Regions from separate parts of the Mus musculus genome. Here all the other regions are linked to region 1. A link is a contact called in public HiChIP or PLAC-seq data. All regions are on one chromosome and are shown on one strand. The core of a region is the stretch at or near the end of the contact, and the rest is flanking DNA. Distances in the headings are between cores, read along the strand shown.

Region 1 (3,137 bases), core at 342-2,841:
CACTATCTCAAATTTAAAATGTCACATATTTTAAAAATAATTGCAAGGATAGTTGACGAAATACTCACTGAGAACATTGATTTCAGACAAAATCATTTTCCTGTGACCCTTCACATTTACAGAATTGGGAGGTGCTATTTGAGCAGAATTATAATTTAATAAGTGCAGAGACAGAGTTCTGTTTATCTTTGGGTATCTATCTTCTTAGGAAACAAATAACAACAGCCAGAGTCCTGGAGAGATGGCTCAGCAGTCAAGAGTACTTGTTCTTGCAGAAGATCCAAGTTCCATTCCCAGAATCTACTCGGTGACGTATAACACTCATAACTCCAGTTCTAGGGGAGACAATGCCCTCTTTTGACTTCCTCATGCACCAAATACACAGGTATGCACAGACATATATGGGAACAAAAGGTTCATGCACATAAATAAATCTAAAAAAAATTAAGGTTCAGCAAACTAGCTAGCTTTTTGTTTCTGTTTCTGTTTGTTTGTTTTTCTGTTAGACAGGGTTTCTTTGTATAACAGAGCCCTGGCTGTCCTGGACTTGCTTTGTAGACCAGGCCGGTCTCAAACTCAAAGATAGCTGTATGCTGCTTGAGTGCTGGGATCAAAGGCATGGACCACCAAGCCTGGCCTAGCAAACTAGTTTAATCACGGTTCTTTCACCAAGCCGATCATGGGCAACTTTAAAGCAAGAAGAAAAAGATGCAGCATACTATTCATTAAAAGGAAAATAATTTTCTGGGTTGATGGTATGTGCCTTTAATCCCAGCAGTCTGGAGGCAGAAGGAGGGTCCATATAGCAAAATCCAGGTGAGCCAGGGCTGCATAGTGAGATCCTGTCGTATTTTTAAATTATTGCTTCATTTTTATCACATCTTTAACATTTTAAGTGTGCTATGTAATGTATATTAGCAGTCATGTGAGTATCATTGATAAATATGTAGATTGCAAGCATCAGGCTATGAAGTAGAAAGAATAAAATTTGGTGCTTAAATGAGACAGCTGTGAAGTGAATGAAAACTCACAGTAGCAGTAACTCTGTGAAAGAGGCACAAGTCAAAAGGTGGCTCCCCAGTGTGGCTTAAAGTGGGGGTGCTTGGGTGAGGTCACTGGTCAAGACTAAAACCACCAGCAGGCAATTAGGAGTTGGGCCTAGGAATCTCTGGTTGAGATGCACCTGCCGCTCTAGAGTATTCTGGGCCTAAGAGTTTACTAGCTTATCAGCAGGCAGGAGGCCATTAAAACCACCTGGATGGGCCTGGATTCTCTGAGTTAGCTCCAGAAATGATCCAGGGAGCTGGCATCCCGAGACTCCTCGGAGCAGGAGCAGCATAATGGAAAACCAGGCCATGGAGGCTAAGAAACCGGTCACTCTGTGGAAGTCTGTGGAAGCCAGCGGCGGCAGACACCCAGTGCTAACTTTGGGAGCTGTGTTCCAGGAAGGAAGGCGTGGTCAGCAGGCTGCAGTGCTGGGAAGAGGTGAGCAAGGGTGCACAGAAAGCTCCCGCTGGCCTTGGCAACTCAGAGGTCATTCCGGACTTTGAGGGGCTGGCATAGAAACTAGACCGCAGAAGGCTGGGAAGCAAGGAAGTGTGTGTGTGTGTGTGTGTGTGTGTGTGTGTGTGTGTGTGTGTGTGTGTGTGTGTGTGTGTGTACACGCGCGCGCCCGTGTGTGTTGGGAGGGGCGGGAAGGTGATTCAAGGGACCGGTCCAACACCTGGAGAAAACCAACGCTTGCTGGTCGGTTTAGCTACCAAGAGTAAGTGTCGTGGAGGGAACCATGCCTCTAGAATCTCGTTTTTTGGGGAAAGTCCTGGTTGGGAGGGGAGGAGGAGGTGGGCAAACACCTCGAGGCGCAGCAGCTAGATTGGTGGTAGGGAGGCTCAGAGCGGGTATCCCTGCTGGCATCTGACCCGGGACAGTGTCGCGGCCCCACGGAGCCCGGGTGGAGCCGGACTCGCTTCCGGCCGAGGACAGGGAGGCTGCCGCGCCCGGGTGCTTAGGTTTCCTGCTGGCAGCGCGGCCCAGCGCCTCGGGTAGCTTCGGGTCCTCCAGGTAGTGCGCGATCCCGCTGCACAGGCTCTCTGCCCCGCCACCGGGCCCTGCCGCACAGCGCTCAGCCTGGTCCCCACCAGTCGCGGGCTCCTGCGGGGCGGGCACGGGCTGCAAGCGCGGCCTGGTCGGGTCCAGCTCCACGTACCGGGCCGCGCAGGCGTCAGTGCGCTGCTGCCGCTGCCCTGTGCGCCCTGCCCGGCGCGGCACCTGCGCTCCAGCCCGGCAGCCGGCCCCCATGGCCCTGCCCTCCGAATCCGGTGAGTGCGCGCGATGCTGCGCCGCTGACCTTGGGCCGGCGCTCTGTGCCCAGTCCCCTCTGTGCTCAGAGACCAGAACCTCCGCAGCTCCCACCTCCAGAGCCTGTTCCCCGTCCCTACCCAGCGGTGGCCTGGGTCCTGGCCTCTGGTGAGCCTGCAGCACCTCTGGTTCCTGGCTTAGAGAAAAATCTCAAGATTTAGGGAAATTAAAGGAACCGGGCATGCTAGCTTTTGAGCTCCTGGACAAGTTTCTAGGTGCCTGAGCCTCACTGGGTGTGTTGGGCTGGGGTGAACTTCTAGGTGGAGGCAGAGGTATGGACCAGATGATGAGTCCGTTTGAGGACCCCTTTCTTACCTCCTGTCACTGGGCAAGTCACTGGGAGTACACCCTTGTGCTGTAGTAGGTTGGTTCCGCCCTTGAACTTCCTGCAGCTGCTTTAAGAGCAGATCTGCTAATGGCTGGTCTAGGCTGGCAGAGGCCTGTGATGCAAGTTTGAGAGGCCCCTTAGTAGATGTTTTCTAACGGGAGTGTCCCCAAACTGCATGTGGCTGGTGAGAAATAAGCAAAGTTACTGGAGTAAAGCTGACAGCAGTATGCCCAGTATGGTCCTGAGCAGTTGTGGGCTGAGCAGGGACCTCTTTAAGAAGACATGCTTTGTACCCTAGGTACAAAGAGTCAATGCCAAGTTGCAGGCAGCCGTGGAGCCTCTGTCTGTTCCAGCTCCATCATCACCTTCACCTCAGAGGAAGTGTTGACTGCAGACTGGGGGAGTCCGCCTGTCCAGGTTGCAACTTGGAGGGACTTGGCTTGCTCTGAAG
Region 2 (2,983 bases), core at 81-2,580, 470 kb before region 1:
TTCTTCACCGCTCACATCTCTCCCTACACTCTGTAGCCTGGCTTCTACCCCCTCCACTCCACCAGTGGCACCCAAGTCACTGGTAATTCCAGGACACCAGATCCCTCATCACAGCTTGCTTGTTTATTTAATTATTCAGATGCTGGACATGAAACCCGTGGCCTTAAACCTCCTAGGCAAGTGCTCTACCATTGACCCTACGCTCAGCCTTTTCCTCTTGAGACTGTTTTCTCTCGCAGCTCAGGCTGCCGAGCTGGTTAGTCTTCCCGCTGGGGCCTCCTCCTCCCTCTTCCTGTGTAGACCAGGCTGATCTCAAACTCAGAGACCCACCTGCCTCTGCCTCCTGAGGGCTGGGATTTAAGGCATGCCACCACAGCCTGGCTCGAAGCCTATCTTTTCTTTGATGCTCTCCTCCTTTTGTTGACCCCCCCTCCCTAGGGACCACCCTCTGTCTCCTCTGCAGGCTCACTTCCCACCACACAGCCAAACCCCTTAGTGTACTGAAGGGTGGGCATGCTCTCGTCCGATGCTGCCGTGCCAGGGCTCAGTTTCACTCCTACACTCCTGTGAGGGTCTCTGAAAGCCCACCTTCTGCTTTTGGTGCCTTGGGTTGCAGAGATTTTTCTGTCCCCCTCTCCCAGCCTGAGCTCTGGTCACTCCTCAGTGTCCAGCAGCTCAGTGAGAGGGGCTATCACGCAACCAGGTGTGTGGCTTGGGAGACTAGAAGGTCACTTTTGAAACAGCTGTCATTCATGCTTCCTGGCCAGACCTATAGTGACTAGTGTGCATCTTTCTCCGTCATGACTTTGCAGAGTTGTCACACACCTGTTGCTGTCCCACCTGAGTGTCCCTTGACACATCAGTCTGCGAAGCTGAGCCTGAACTCTTGTACCTCAGCCCACAGTTAGTCTCACAAGTGGTCTTGGGGATGCTCCCCGGTCCTCCATATTGTAGTCACTGTCTCTAGGCTGTGCCTTGTGGGAGATCAGGGGTTGATGGCCTAGAGGAGTAGGATCTGCCCAGGACAGAGCTCCAGACTTCTATCCAGCCCAGTCTCAGGTCCAGCCCTCTCTACAGGGCAGGAGGGGCCAACCTGAATGTGGGGTACGGGTTTGCTAGATGTGCAGAGATCCACAGGCCTCCCGGGGACCTGGAAGAGGTTCTGAAATTCGCAGGATCAAGTTTCAGAAAACACAGGTCAGGGTCAGCAGAGCAGCTGGCAGCGGGGAAGGCCAGGCCCAGCTAATTTCCTGTCAGCAGGGCCCAGAGGCCCCAGCCTCTCTCCAGGCCGGCCGCAGGGGAGGAGATGCCGGGAATGGCTCACATTCCTCTGGCTGGGGCTGTACAGACCGGCGAACCTCAGGGGACCTCGGGGAATGAGGAGATGGATCTGCTGTGGCCAGAGTGGGGGGCAGTCCAGGCATCTGTTGTTGAAGCCTTGGCTGACTGAGGCCGAAGCTTGCAGAGTGGAAGCCGGAAGCGAAGAGTGAAGCTACAGGGACCTGGAGAGAAAAAAGCCTGGCCCACATAGGGTCGCAAGGCACCACCTCCCGAGCCCAGAGCAAATCCGTTTGTTTCTTGCCCAGAAGGCTAGATTTCCTAGAAGGCTCAGCTATGGTTGGGCTGTGTGGCAGTGGGGGCCAAGCTGGCCTAGGCTCCTCTTGGAAGGGAGTCAAGGTCCCCCACATGCCGAATGGCTGAATGTTCCTCTCCAGTGTTCTGGTGGTGTGTGGCTAAATCAGCTGGGGTGCTGTTCTCTACTAGGAGGCTCAAGTTCCCAGAAGGAACTTTATGTCCTGTCTGGTCCCCAGGAGGGGACTCCTAGCCTTGAACAGCTGTCCAGAAGCCTGGCCAGGCAGGGCTGACAGGTTCCCTCCCCCTCTGGCCTAGCTGGAAGAAGGGCACACGGGATAAAATCGGACAATTCTGGGCTCACATCCTAGCTCCCTTAGGCTCTGCTGTGTGACCTCAGACAAGGTCATTTAACCCCCTGAAAAGTCTCCCTAATACATGTGTCCTGTCAGAGCCTAGCTTGTCCCTGCCTGGCCAGCTCTCCCCTCAGTAGGCCATTCTTGGCTTCCTGGGAATCCATTCAGTAGTCCCACTAGATAGGGCCTAGACCTACCCAGACCTTCTGCCTCCTCAAGTCTGAACAGACTCAACAGCTCCCAGCCTGCCTGCCCTGAGCACGCCTCGCCCTGGAGATCCCGAGACGGGCTGGCTGCCTTTCCTTGCCTCCCCACACTTGCCCTCTGCCCAGCCATCACTGCATCTAAGAGTCAACATAAATGCCACGGGTCAGGGAGACTCTGCCCCACAGCAGGCTGTGTGTTTCTTGTGCCTTGGCTCCTGCCTGCCCTTACCTAACCAGCTCTGGCTACCCTGGGCACAACACTTGCAGACTTTATTTAGGGTCCAGCGTATCTGCACAGGTATCAACACGGGGCATCAAGGGATACGTGTTGAATACATAAACAGTGGTCAGGGGTTTGTGTGACCAGTTTATTCAGGGTAGGCGCCATCCTATGCTTGGGACGGGGAAAAGGCTGGGGGCTGGAGGATCCTCACATACTGGGGTCCTGAGAAGGGAGATGTTTTTGCCATTTACTGATTAGGCTCCCAGTCCCCCTGCCCACGGCCAGGCTAGAGGTGGGCATGGCAGGAAGCCCCATGCCCCCATTGACTAACCCAGCCAGTGGTAAGAGGCCACCAGAACCTGGCAGCACCAGGTGAGGGTGGGTACATGTCTGAAAGGCTGTAAGTACTAATGTCACCAGGGTGTGGTTTGTGTGCGTGTGAACGCACAGGCTTTTTACAGTACTGCTAGTATGTGCACATGACTGCATTGTCTCGTGCATGTCACCTCCCCCTCCGCAGACACCAGCCCGTACTCTCTGAGGTACCTTTGCCCTGTGTCTGACTCTTAACTCCGTGCCATTCTCACTTGATTCCTTGTCCAGGGCTCCTCCCCTCCCCTCTGATG
Region 3 (2,953 bases), core at 139-2,638, 510 kb before region 1:
ATCTGCCCTTTGACCGAGCACTGCACCCAAGGTCACACTAGGATGTGGGAAATAGTGCCTATTACATTTTGTTTCCTTTCTAAATATTTAACAATATAAAAACTATACGTTTGAACTGTTTTTGAAATGCAGGGTTTTAGAAAATGTAACATAAAAACATACATTTAAAAAAATAAAATTTAGAATGCAATGTCTTTGTGGGTTTAACTTATCTGTTGGTAATTTTAAAGTCTTACAAGTTCAGAGTGTCTCGTGTACATAAGAGACGTTTACTGCTCGTTACATAGAGTCTAAATAGAATGTATTTACCTTGTATACACACACACACACACACACACACACACACACACACGCACGCACGCACGCACGCACCACACACGCACGCACGCACGCACGCACGCACGCACGCACGCACGCACGCACGCACACACGCACGTGCTCGAGCATGCTCCTTTGTTTGTTTGTTTGAGACAGGATCTCTCTTTCTGGCTGGCCTTGAACTCCGAGATCCACCTGCCTCTGCCTCCCGAGTGCTGGGTTAGAGGCGTGCTCCTGTTCCTCCACTCTTGCATAATTTTTATGTTTCTACTAATCCATCTATCATAATGATCACTGTGTTTAAAGTTTACAGTTTTTGTTGTTACTTGTTTTGTTTTTGAGACATGGTTTCACAGTGGAGGCTGGGCTGACCTCAAACTTGTGGCTATTCTCCTGTCTCCACCCCTGAGCCCCGAGATCATAGATATGCTGTACCATACCCAGTGAAATCAAGGCTTTTTTTCTCTACTTCAGCCAATACTGTCTAACGACGGCAGTTGTGTGAATAATGCACCCACAATATTCATTCGACTATGGTTTCCATTACCTAGAACGAATGTCAAGAATGTTAAATAAATATTTAAATTACATGGTAAAGTCAAGGTGTTTTCTGTCGGCACGTTTGTAGAGAGATGGTGAGCCCCTTTGAGTTGGTTCCACATTTTCTTCTGGTGATAATTCTTGGAAATGTGTGCCCATAAAGCATAAAGTATAGTTTTTACTAGTGTCATTTCCCATAGAACCAAGAACAAAACAGGATGTGTCTGTCACACACGTATTTGGAAGAAGTGCCTTGCTGCAGTGAAAACTCAAACTTGAAATGTTTTAAAGAGATCTTAGTAGAGGTAAAATGTAGGTTGCTCCTTTAATGACAGAGAAAACTTTTGACAGAATAAAAATCCAAGCCAAAGACCTAGAAAAATCACATTCAGCTTCAAGTTTCTTCTTGTTATTTTTAGTGAAATCTGCTTGGAAGGAGGAAGCAGGCTGCTTCCTGGACTGAATGAGCCTTAGAATTGGCACAGGCGCTTCTGTAAAGCAACCCTGGCACACACGTGACTCATTATTTAGTTTACTTGAATAGTGGAGTGAGAATGTGTCTCTTTGGCCAGCACAGGCAAAAGGTCCTTCTGCTCCTTGGTTAGAGTGTGTATGATTGTGTTCCAAGTCAACAGGAAGGACACAGTTGCTGGGAGTGATGGCTTGTTGGTGTTGGGGCTTAAAGTCAGCCTTCCAGGGCTTGAGAGTTTACCATTCCAAGAAGGTTCCAGAACTTGGGAAGCTGCTTTGAGAACTGAATTGAGAATCTGAGTTGCAAACAAAGGGTCACCTGGAGCTGGGAGGTGGTGGGTAAGCAAAGGCTGTCTCCTGATTTGCGCAGTGTCATGGGCTACAGCATCCTGTCAAATCCACAATGGCCCTTCATCCTGTATACACACATGCCATGCACATGTGCTTCCTCATAGTATTCCCTTGATGAGCTAAGTCTCAACCAGCAGCCCAGTGCCTCGTTTTGGGCTCCCTTAGGGAGTTAGAACTTCTATGTATGTTATCACTACCTTGGATAATTGCTTATCTAACTATCTTTTATTTTATATTTTTTATTAGATATGTATTTACATTTCAGATGTTATCCCCTTTCCTGGTTTCCCCTCCCAACCCCCTATCTCATCCCCGCTCCCCTGCTTACTAACCTGCCCACTCCTGCTTCCCTGTCCTGGCATTCCCCTACACTGGGGCATCGAGCCTTCTCAGGACCAAGGGCCTCTCCTCCCATTGATGCCCACAAGGCCATCCTCTGCCACATATGCAGCTAGAGCCATGAGTCCCTACATGTGTACTCTTTGGTTTAGTCCCTGGGAGCTCTGGGGTGGGTAGGGTCTGGTTAGTTGATAGTGTTATTCTTCCTATGGGGTTGCAAACCCTTTCAGATCCTTCAGTCCTTTCTCTAACTCCTCCATTGGAGATTCCCTGCTCAGTCCAATGGTTGGCTGTGAGCATCCACCTCTGTATTTGTCAGGCACTGGCAGGGCCTCTCAGGAGACTGCTGTATCAGACTCCTGTCAGCAATCACTTGTCGGCATCCCCAATAGTGTCTGGGTTTGGTGACTGTATATGGGATGGATCCCCAGGTGGGGCAGTCTCTGGATGTCTTTCCTTCAGTCTCTGCTCCACACTTTGACCAGACCAAATGACGCTCAAGAAGGAATACCAAAATATGGCTACTTCTGTCCTTCTTAGAAGGGGGAACAAAGTACCCATGGGAGGGGCTAACTATCTTATTACCTGGATGTAGGAGTAAACAGACTCTCTTGTAGCCCAGGCTGTCCTTGAATTCATTATTTAGCTGAGGATAGTTTTGATCCTCCTGCTACAAACCGACTCTTACTGCTTGCGTGCATTCTCTCTCTCTCTCCTTTCTTTTAAAAAACTTATTTTGTTTTAGCCTCTTCTTGACTTTAATCATCTTTCTCATTATCCTTTTTTCTCTTCGGTTACTACCCTCCACCTCCTTAGAAGCACAAAAGGCTAGGCTGTAAGTGACACCTCTTCACCAAGAGGAGAGCGGGGCCTGAGTGTGCTTCCCTTCCACTCAGAGCATTTGCTGACGCTGCTCATGCCTTTTCAAGGCCTT

The links. HiChIP or PLAC-seq counts read pairs in DNA pulled down with a chosen protein or histone mark.
Region 2: a contact with region 1 is called in an H3K4me3 HiChIP or PLAC-seq map of stem cell-derived neural progenitor cells, with 5 times the contacts expected there. The contact joins the enhancer-like site here to the promoter of Ampd3 in region 1. A contact is called at or near these places in 3 of 39 promoter capture datasets (hippocampal neurons, liver and trophoblast stem cells), 1 of 15 datasets of contacts at CTCF or cohesin (the NIH/3T3 cell line), 1 of 484 Hi-C or Micro-C datasets (the AML12 cell line), 4 of 115 datasets of contacts at active chromatin or transcription factors (cardiomyocytes, embryonic stem cells, pancreatic cancer cells and 1 more) and 3 of 9 other capture datasets (adipose tissue, embryonic stem cells and liver).
Region 3: an H3K4me3 HiChIP or PLAC-seq map of forebrain shows a contact between it and region 1, with 8 times the contacts expected there. The contact joins the enhancer-like site here to the promoter of Ampd3 in region 1.

Annotation. Positions count from the first base shown.
Region 1 is chr7:110,766,615-110,769,751 of GRCm38.p6, forward strand. It overlaps Ampd3 (adenosine monophosphate deaminase 3), which reads left to right and starts at 1,592. Exons shown (of 15, transcript NM_001276301.1): 1 at 1,592-1,765. It also overlaps B430319F04Rik.
Region 2 is chr7:110,296,046-110,299,028 of GRCm38.p6, forward strand. It overlaps the pseudogene Gm9132. Among named protein-coding and RNA genes, the nearest start is that of Gm32861, 9.1 kb to the left of the region's middle. Within about 2 kb of position 1,331, at least 150 of the 459 cell types and tissues checked have an H3K27ac peak or open chromatin away from gene starts, as enhancers often do. A contact at or near this core is called in the NIH/3T3 cell line, adipose tissue, cardiomyocytes and 3 more, where this site is marked.
Region 3 is chr7:110,258,768-110,261,720 of GRCm38.p6, forward strand. All of the region lies in intron 3 of Swap70 (SWA-70 protein), which reads left to right. Among named protein-coding and RNA genes, the nearest start is that of Gm32861, 28 kb to the right of the region's middle. Within about 2 kb of position 1,389, at least 86 of the 459 cell types and tissues checked have an H3K27ac peak or open chromatin away from gene starts, as enhancers often do. A contact at or near this core is called in forebrain, where this site is marked.